Regions from separate parts of the Ovis aries genome. Here region 1 is linked to region 2. The links are chromatin contacts, called in public Hi-C maps. All regions are on one chromosome and are shown on one strand. Each heading gives the region's core, a stretch centred on a gene start, on an enhancer-like site or on the middle of the called end of the contact. The rest is flanking DNA. Distances are from core to core; before and after follow the strand shown.

Evidence for each region. A called contact is a pair of places that touch in the nucleus more often than the background predicts.
Region 1: a contact with region 2 is called in a Hi-C map of muscle, with 3 times the contacts expected there. The contact joins two enhancer-like sites. A contact is called at or near these places in 3 of 16 Hi-C or Micro-C datasets (liver, muscle and tail adipose tissue).

Annotation. Positions count from the first base shown.
Region 1 is chr26:40,875,191-40,878,815 of ARS-UI_Ramb_v3.0, forward strand. No RefSeq gene overlaps it. Among named protein-coding and RNA genes, the nearest start is that of TRNAS-GGA, 220 kb to the right of the region's middle. Within about 2 kb of position 1,406, at least 6 of the 54 cell types and tissues checked have an H3K27ac peak or open chromatin away from gene starts, as enhancers often do. A contact at or near this core is called in muscle, where this site is marked.
Region 2 is chr26:40,788,217-40,791,499 of ARS-UI_Ramb_v3.0, forward strand. No RefSeq gene overlaps it. Among named protein-coding and RNA genes, the nearest start is that of TRNAS-GGA, 300 kb to the right of the region's middle. Within about 2 kb of position 1,730, at least 24 of the 54 cell types and tissues checked have an H3K27ac peak or open chromatin away from gene starts, as enhancers often do. A contact at or near this core is called in muscle, where this site is marked.

The sequences.
Region 1 (3,625 bases), core at 156-2,655, 87 kb after region 2:
GTGACAACAGCTGGCCTGTGCGTCCTCAGGGCTGGGCCGGGTGGGTGCTCTCCCCAGCTCCCACCTCGTCCATCCCTCACCTGGGCCCTCCACAGCCCACGCATCGTTAGACCTGTTCCCAGCAGAGGAACCAGCCTTAGAGAGATGGGTGACTTACGAGCAAAGTACTGGAGCCAGAATTTAATTCCCATAAACTCCTGAGCCCGTGTGCACTCCCCCGTGCCCACTGGGGACCCCAGGACCAGCTCTCCAAGACCAGAGAGTGGGCGAGAGAAGACCCAGCACAGAGAGAGTCTGGTACCCAGACTGACAGCGCGGGCCTGGGACCTGGGCCAGCACTCACGCCCCGCTCAGAAGGGCCCCACGCTCCGCCTACCCCTCTACCAGCACTCTCTCAAGATTCCTAATAAGTTTTGAACACGTGACTCTCCTTTTCATGTTCTACCAAACCTCATGAAGGTAGCCAGACCTGGGAGATACTTGGGAAAGAGAAAGGCTAGAGAGACTAGCCTATCTTATTTCTCCAAGGTGACACAGATGAAGCGAAGGAAAAGGAGAGAGACATTAATACCTATGGGAACGGACTGGGTGCCGGGCAGGCATCCAGTCAACTGGTAAGCCTGCTAATCACTTTCACCTCCAGAACATTTCTCAGAGGTAAATAAGTTCTTCCTGTCATAGATAAGGAATCAGATTCTCAGGGAGATGAAATCATTTGCATAAGATTCCACCTCTGGGAGGAGCTGGGGTTCCAGGCCAGGTGTGTCTGAAGTCACAGCTCTCCATGCTGTCGAGATGAAAAACAAACAAAAACCTTCTCACCGGTTTGTTACTATGAGGTGACTTTCCACTTCTGCAGAAATAAACTATGATTAAAGTGTACAGTAATGTAAATCATTATCTGTAAAACTTACCAACTTATTTCTGGTTGAGCCTGCCCTAATGAAAAGTTCTCAAAGATAGAAGCTGTGATAGGTAAACATGATCAAGATTTAATGTCTGGAATGACTAGGCATGGGACTAGGCAGTGTTATTTTTAGAAGCTCATTGCATCAGGATTCTTAAATCTATGAATAGCAGTCAACTAGGACTCCAGAGACCTGAATTCTACTCTTGGCTCTCAGCAAGTATGCTTGGGTAAGTCATTTGACTTCTCAGAGTCTCAACGATGAACTGAAGGAGGTGGCTCTCACAACTGTGATCAAAAAGCTTCCGTGGTGATCAGAACCCTAGGTGGAATTCTTTTTTTATGCCCAGGGCAGGAAGCTCTAATGGGCTTTTCATTTGGGGGAGGAGGGAGGCGCTTAAGCAAGTGGGAGGAGGGACAAGAGAGAGGAGGAGGACCTTCCCCCGGTGTACTGGGGCGCCCCGAGCGTGCTGGCTGTCTCACCCAGTCCACGGGCCGCAGGCTCTGTTTCCAGGAGCTTGCCGGGGTTGCCTGATGACCCTGAGCCTGCCTTCAGGCTAGGAGAGGCGGTGCAGTGTGTTTGTCAGAGGAGAGATGGGAGGAGCTCTAAATTCGCCTCCTGCTTCTCAGTCGTGATTTGACTCTTCTGCTTTCTGCTCCGATGCCCTGTGGTCCAGACCTGACGGCCACGTCCTAGGAACTGCCTTGCAACTGACTGGGGGAATGGCTTCACAGAAATGGGTCCCACTCAGCGGACAGAGTGCTGTGTTGATAAACGGAGTCTGCCGTGGGCCCTGGACGTGTGGAAGATGGGACTCAGGTCCCATCTGTTAGCTACTGACCATCCCTAGCCGAACATAGACTTTAAAGCAGTATTTGTCGGATGACCGAGCAAGCATTTCTGTCAGTGTTAACTTTGTTGTATCTATGAGAGAAGTGTAGTCCCAGAAGTTGGCTAAGAAGATTCTCGAAAATTTAGGGCATTGCTCTACGGAAGTGAAATACATGGAGTTTCTCTTGATTTCTCAGGGTGTGGGTCACAAAATATTTGTATCAGACTTGCCTAGTGAGCATGCTTAAAGTACAGATTACTGGGCCAAGACTTTCTAAGTCAAATTCTTTGGAGGATAAGACCTAGGGATCTGCCTTCCCCAAGGGTCCTCTGTGATATTGTGTGTGTGGGTGCTGAAGTTAGAGAATCATTGCAATACAAAGTTGGACAATTTTTTTTAACTGGCAGTATTTCCTTTTTTGGTTCTACCGTGTGGCTTGCAGGGTCTTAGTTCCCCTGACCAGGAATCGAACCCAGGCCCCCTGCGGTGGAAGCACAGAGTCCTAACCACTGGGCCACCTGGGAAGCCTCTAAACTGGCAGCAGTTTCCTTCAGCATAGTATCGTGTCAGCTAAGAAGCCACTTTGCAAAATGTGCTGCGAAGAGAGTTACAGATACACAGTCTAAGTAAATTCTTCAGTATTCAGTGGAGGGAGGGAATCTAAATACATAAACTTAAAGACAAGGAATGCCTTTTTGAAAAGTTTCATAGTTGTAGCTTAACCAAGTAACAACTCTAGATAAGGTCTTTTTATGAAAAAGAGGACTCTTTTTTCATCTGCGTATCTTTGATGTGTCTGAGGGTAGAGGGGTAGGTGGGGGGACAGAGATGTGTGTTGGGGGGGATGTGAGTGTGACCGTGAGAAGGGAGCAGGGTGCAGAAGCCACAACACAGGCCGAAGGGCAGCATCGACTCTAAGAACAGCCGGCTCCTGGGAGACAGTCAGACAAGTGGACAAGGGTGAGAACAGGGAAGGGAAGGGAAGGGTGGGCCGAACAGTACAAGCCTTGAGAACACTCACTGGCCCTCCAGCGCGACACAGACAGCGTGAGTGTGAGCCTGCCCCGGCCACTCGCCCAGCCCTGTGGTCGTGGGGGAGTTACTCGGTCCCTCTGGGTCCCACTTTCTGCATTTGGGAAGCGGGACGAGGACAGAGCTGACGTCCCCAGGGGCACGCGTGCTGCGGAGAGTTACAAGGCATGCAGCGCGAGGCACTGGACTGTGGCGGACACTCAGGCTCACCCACAGGGGACAGGCCGGAGCTAGCACGGCTCTCTCTTTCGAAGGGCAGCTCGCTAACATTGCTGTTTTTAAAATTAATTTTTATTGGCGTATAGTTGGTTTTCAGTGTTCTGTTCATTCCAGACGTACAGCGAAGTGAATCAGCTGTGTGTGCACGTATATCCCCTCTGTTTGGGATTTCTCTTCCGTTCAGGTCACCACGGAGCACTGAGCAGAGTCCCTGGGGGTGCAGCAGGTCCGCCTTAGCGTCACCCAGAGGGTCAGCAGGGTGTGCGCGTCAATCCCAGCCTCCCAGCTCACCCCACCCCGGCTTCCTCCCTTGTGTCCATACGTTTGTTCTCTACGCCCGTGTCTCTGTCTCTGCTTTGTAAATAAGGTCATCCGTGATTCCACGTATATCCGTTAATATACAACTTTTTTTTTTTTCCTGTTCTCTCGCTACTTCACCCTAACAAGAGGTCCAGGTAACGCTGGTAATGAGATGCATTGCTGGAAAGAATCCTGAGTTGAAGGAACTCAGCTTTTTAGCTCAGCGGGTAAAGAGTCCACCAGCAGTGCAGGAGACACAGGTTCAATTCCTGGGGTGGGAAGATCCTCTGGAGAAAGGATGGAGAGACCTGGGTTCGATCCTCGGGTGGAGAGG
Region 2 (3,283 bases), core at 480-2,979:
GCTGTTGAATGAACGAGCGAAAACCACTGGTTCTGGGGCCTACAGTGGTACTTCTGGTTCCAGCACTTCATGGTGAAATCTGGTCCGTCCTTAACAGACTGGTTTAAGTGCAGCCCTGTTCGGTGAAATCTCCCAATTTTTCCGTTCCCACACATCCGTATTTCTAAACCTGACATCAAGTTCCTTTGTTGTTGTTAGTTACTAAATTGTGTCCGACCCCCATGGACTTCTCTGTCCATGGGGTTTCCCGGGCAAGCATACTGGAGTAGCATACTGCAGGCGGATTCTTTACCGCAGAGCCACCTGGAAAGCCCTGAAGTTCCTTACCGTATACTAATTATCTTCAATACTAATACAGTTTGAATTGAATTTTACTTCTCTGATTAGACTCCGCTAACACTGAGGTCACAGCAGAGGGAGCCCAGGATGAGATAAATGAGGCTCTTGCTTCATTTTGAGGGCAGAATTTAAAAGAACATAAAAAACTCAGTACAGGAGAGACAATATTTTAATGCCATATTTTAAACATCAAAATGAAAGGAACAATTATCCAAGATGAACAGTGTATCAACATTTTCAGTGGAGAGCGGCTCAGACACTGTTTGGCACCACCGGCCTCGTAGCCTTCAGTGTAACCCCAGCCCTGTTGGATGCTGTGTTTTATTTATCTTCTTACCCCAGCAGTTGATGAATACATGAATATATGAATGATTTGCTTCCTTGAACCAAGTCACCAGCCTGAAATTTGTAGACCCTGGTAATGATGGTGGCTAAGGTGAAGGGTGAGCCTAGGTCACGAGAACAGTGTTGGCGTGCCCTCTCAGATCGGAACATAGGAGCCGGTGGTCTACAATTTGAATACGAGTTTCTGCCTTCAATCAGGTCCGTATAAAATTCTCCTCCAATGTACCCCCTTGTGTAAAATTAGAAAAACAAACACCACGTCCAGTTGGTAACCCTTCCTCACTGTGATGCAGCCTGGAAGACCCAGTGGGCTGACTTCCGATGGAATCACGCTGTCTCAATAACACTGCACAACATTGCCCTGGCCTGGGGCCTTCCCTGGAGGCCCAGTGGTGAAGACTCTGAGCTCCCAAAGCAGGGCACAGGGGATGATTGTTCCGGAAACTAAGATCCCACATACTAGTGTGGCCAAAAAAATTACCCTCACTTATTGTTATATAACATTGCTTCATTAATTGCTTGAATAATACCACATTGTTTATTTAGCTTTCATTTACTCTTTATTTCAGAAGTTTCCAGGCCAAATGAGATCAGAAAAACAAAGTCAGGGACCAAAGGGAAGCGACAGCTTTTATTCTATTCCGTTCTCTGTATGACGTTTCCTACTTAAGAAGGAAGTGAGCTCCCAGCTGAAGAGGATGCAAACTATAGGATAGATAAACATAAGATCCTGTGTAGAGAACTATATTCAATATCTTATGATAAACCATAATAGCAAAGAGTATAAAAAGTGTTTATATGTGTTAAACTGAATCACTTTGCTGTACAGCAAAAATTAAATAAAATATTTTACATCAACTATACTTCAATAAAATTTAAAAAAAAAAATGTCCCAGCGGATTAGAACCTAGCACCCACCTCCTGCCCATTCAAAGCAGTTCCAGGGGCTCCAGGGCCCCGAGAAGGCCAGCTGTCAACCGTGCTGGCCTCTCAGGGCACGCTTTTCCCTCAGTGGCCAGCTTCTCGCCCACGGTTAGCCACCAGAGGGCCGCCTGTTTGGTTCAAATGGTGCAGACGCCACAGCTTTCCTCCAAACCAACCAAAACATCCTGGGCTGCTTTGGAGCAAAGCCCAGGAACTTCCCTGCAAAAGGAGAACAATCCCTGAAAGTCCTAGGGTGCCGCCTTGTTCGGCATGAAGAAAAAAAAAAAAGCCCAGATTTCTTGCCAAGGACCCAGGGGCAAAGCGGGTCCGTGGAGTCTGAAGGGAGAGGTCCCTCCGTCTCGCCAGGGAATCCTGGGGTCTGCAACGCTGCGCCAGGAGCAGGGCAGTTTCTGAATTCTTGACAGTTGTGTCAAGAGGCTTCTCGTCCCTTTCCCCAGAACGCTCACAAGAATTGGGACTAAAACACACACGTCACTGGCTGGAGATCTAGAAAACTCTCCAATAAATCATCGTTCAGACAGTTGAGGCTTAAAAAAAAGTCAAAGCTCTGTCAAAACAGTTGGTTATGTTAATACATGTGTACACTGAATAATGAAGTCGGAATTATTTTAATATTATCTGTAAGAAAATCATTATACCCTGTCGTTCAAATAGCTTTCTGGCAACCCGAGCTTCTGACCGATGGCATTTTCGTTTTCTGGGTACTGAGAATTTTCACAAGCACATTTCTAGCCCAGCTCCGCAGAAGCCTGCCTCCTCTTCTGCCAGCCTGGACCCTCGGCCTTCAGGACTAGGGTGGGGGGTGGATTTTGTAAGTGCATATCTGACTCGGGCAGGACTTTTCAAGAGTATAAATTATTTTTGTCTTCCGGGTTTTATTTGGACGTGTCCCGGGCAAAGACAAACGAGCCAGGCGGTCTTTCTGGAACCCGTGCGGGGTCTGCACCCCGCGCCGGGCTCCCAGGATGTGCGGGGTGCTGCGGAGGGGTGCCTCCCTCAAGGGCAAGCCAGGTATTTTCCCAAACTTCCAGCCCTGGGGTTGGCGATGGGGGGGACCGCCAGACGCCCGGCGGGAGCGAGGCCCCAGGAGGAGCCAGAGCGCCGCGTCGGCCCCGACACGCGCCACAAGTGGTTTGGAGGAGGGAGGGAGGAGCGCGGCGGCCGGGGCCCGGCGCAGCCGGGGCTTCTGGAAGTCACCCCTCCCGGCCCGTGTCCCCGGCCCCCGTCCCTTCCTCTCTGCCGACTACAGGAATGACGCCCGAGCCCGAACCTCCCTGCGCACGCAGCCGGGTGGGTGGACGCGCGGCCACCAAAACGGCCGCGACATCGCCGCCGGGGGGAGGACTCCGGGGCGGAGGGCACGGCCGGGACGGGGCCCGGGGCGCCCGCACCTGGGGCGGCAGGTGCGCGGGCGGGGAGCCGCGCGGGGCGCGCCGGGCGCGCGGGGCCGGGGGGCGCGGGCCGGGCGCGGCGGGCGCGTCGAGGGCGGGGGCGTCGGGGGCCGGCGGGCTCCCCGGGCGCGCGGCCGGGAGGCCATTTCCTCGCGGCGCCCCGGGAGGAGCCGGGCCGGCCTGCTGCGGGCCGCCGCCGCCGCCGCCGGGCGGGCCGGAGGGGAAACCAGGTCACCGGCTGGCAGGCGCGGCGCGGGCGCCGG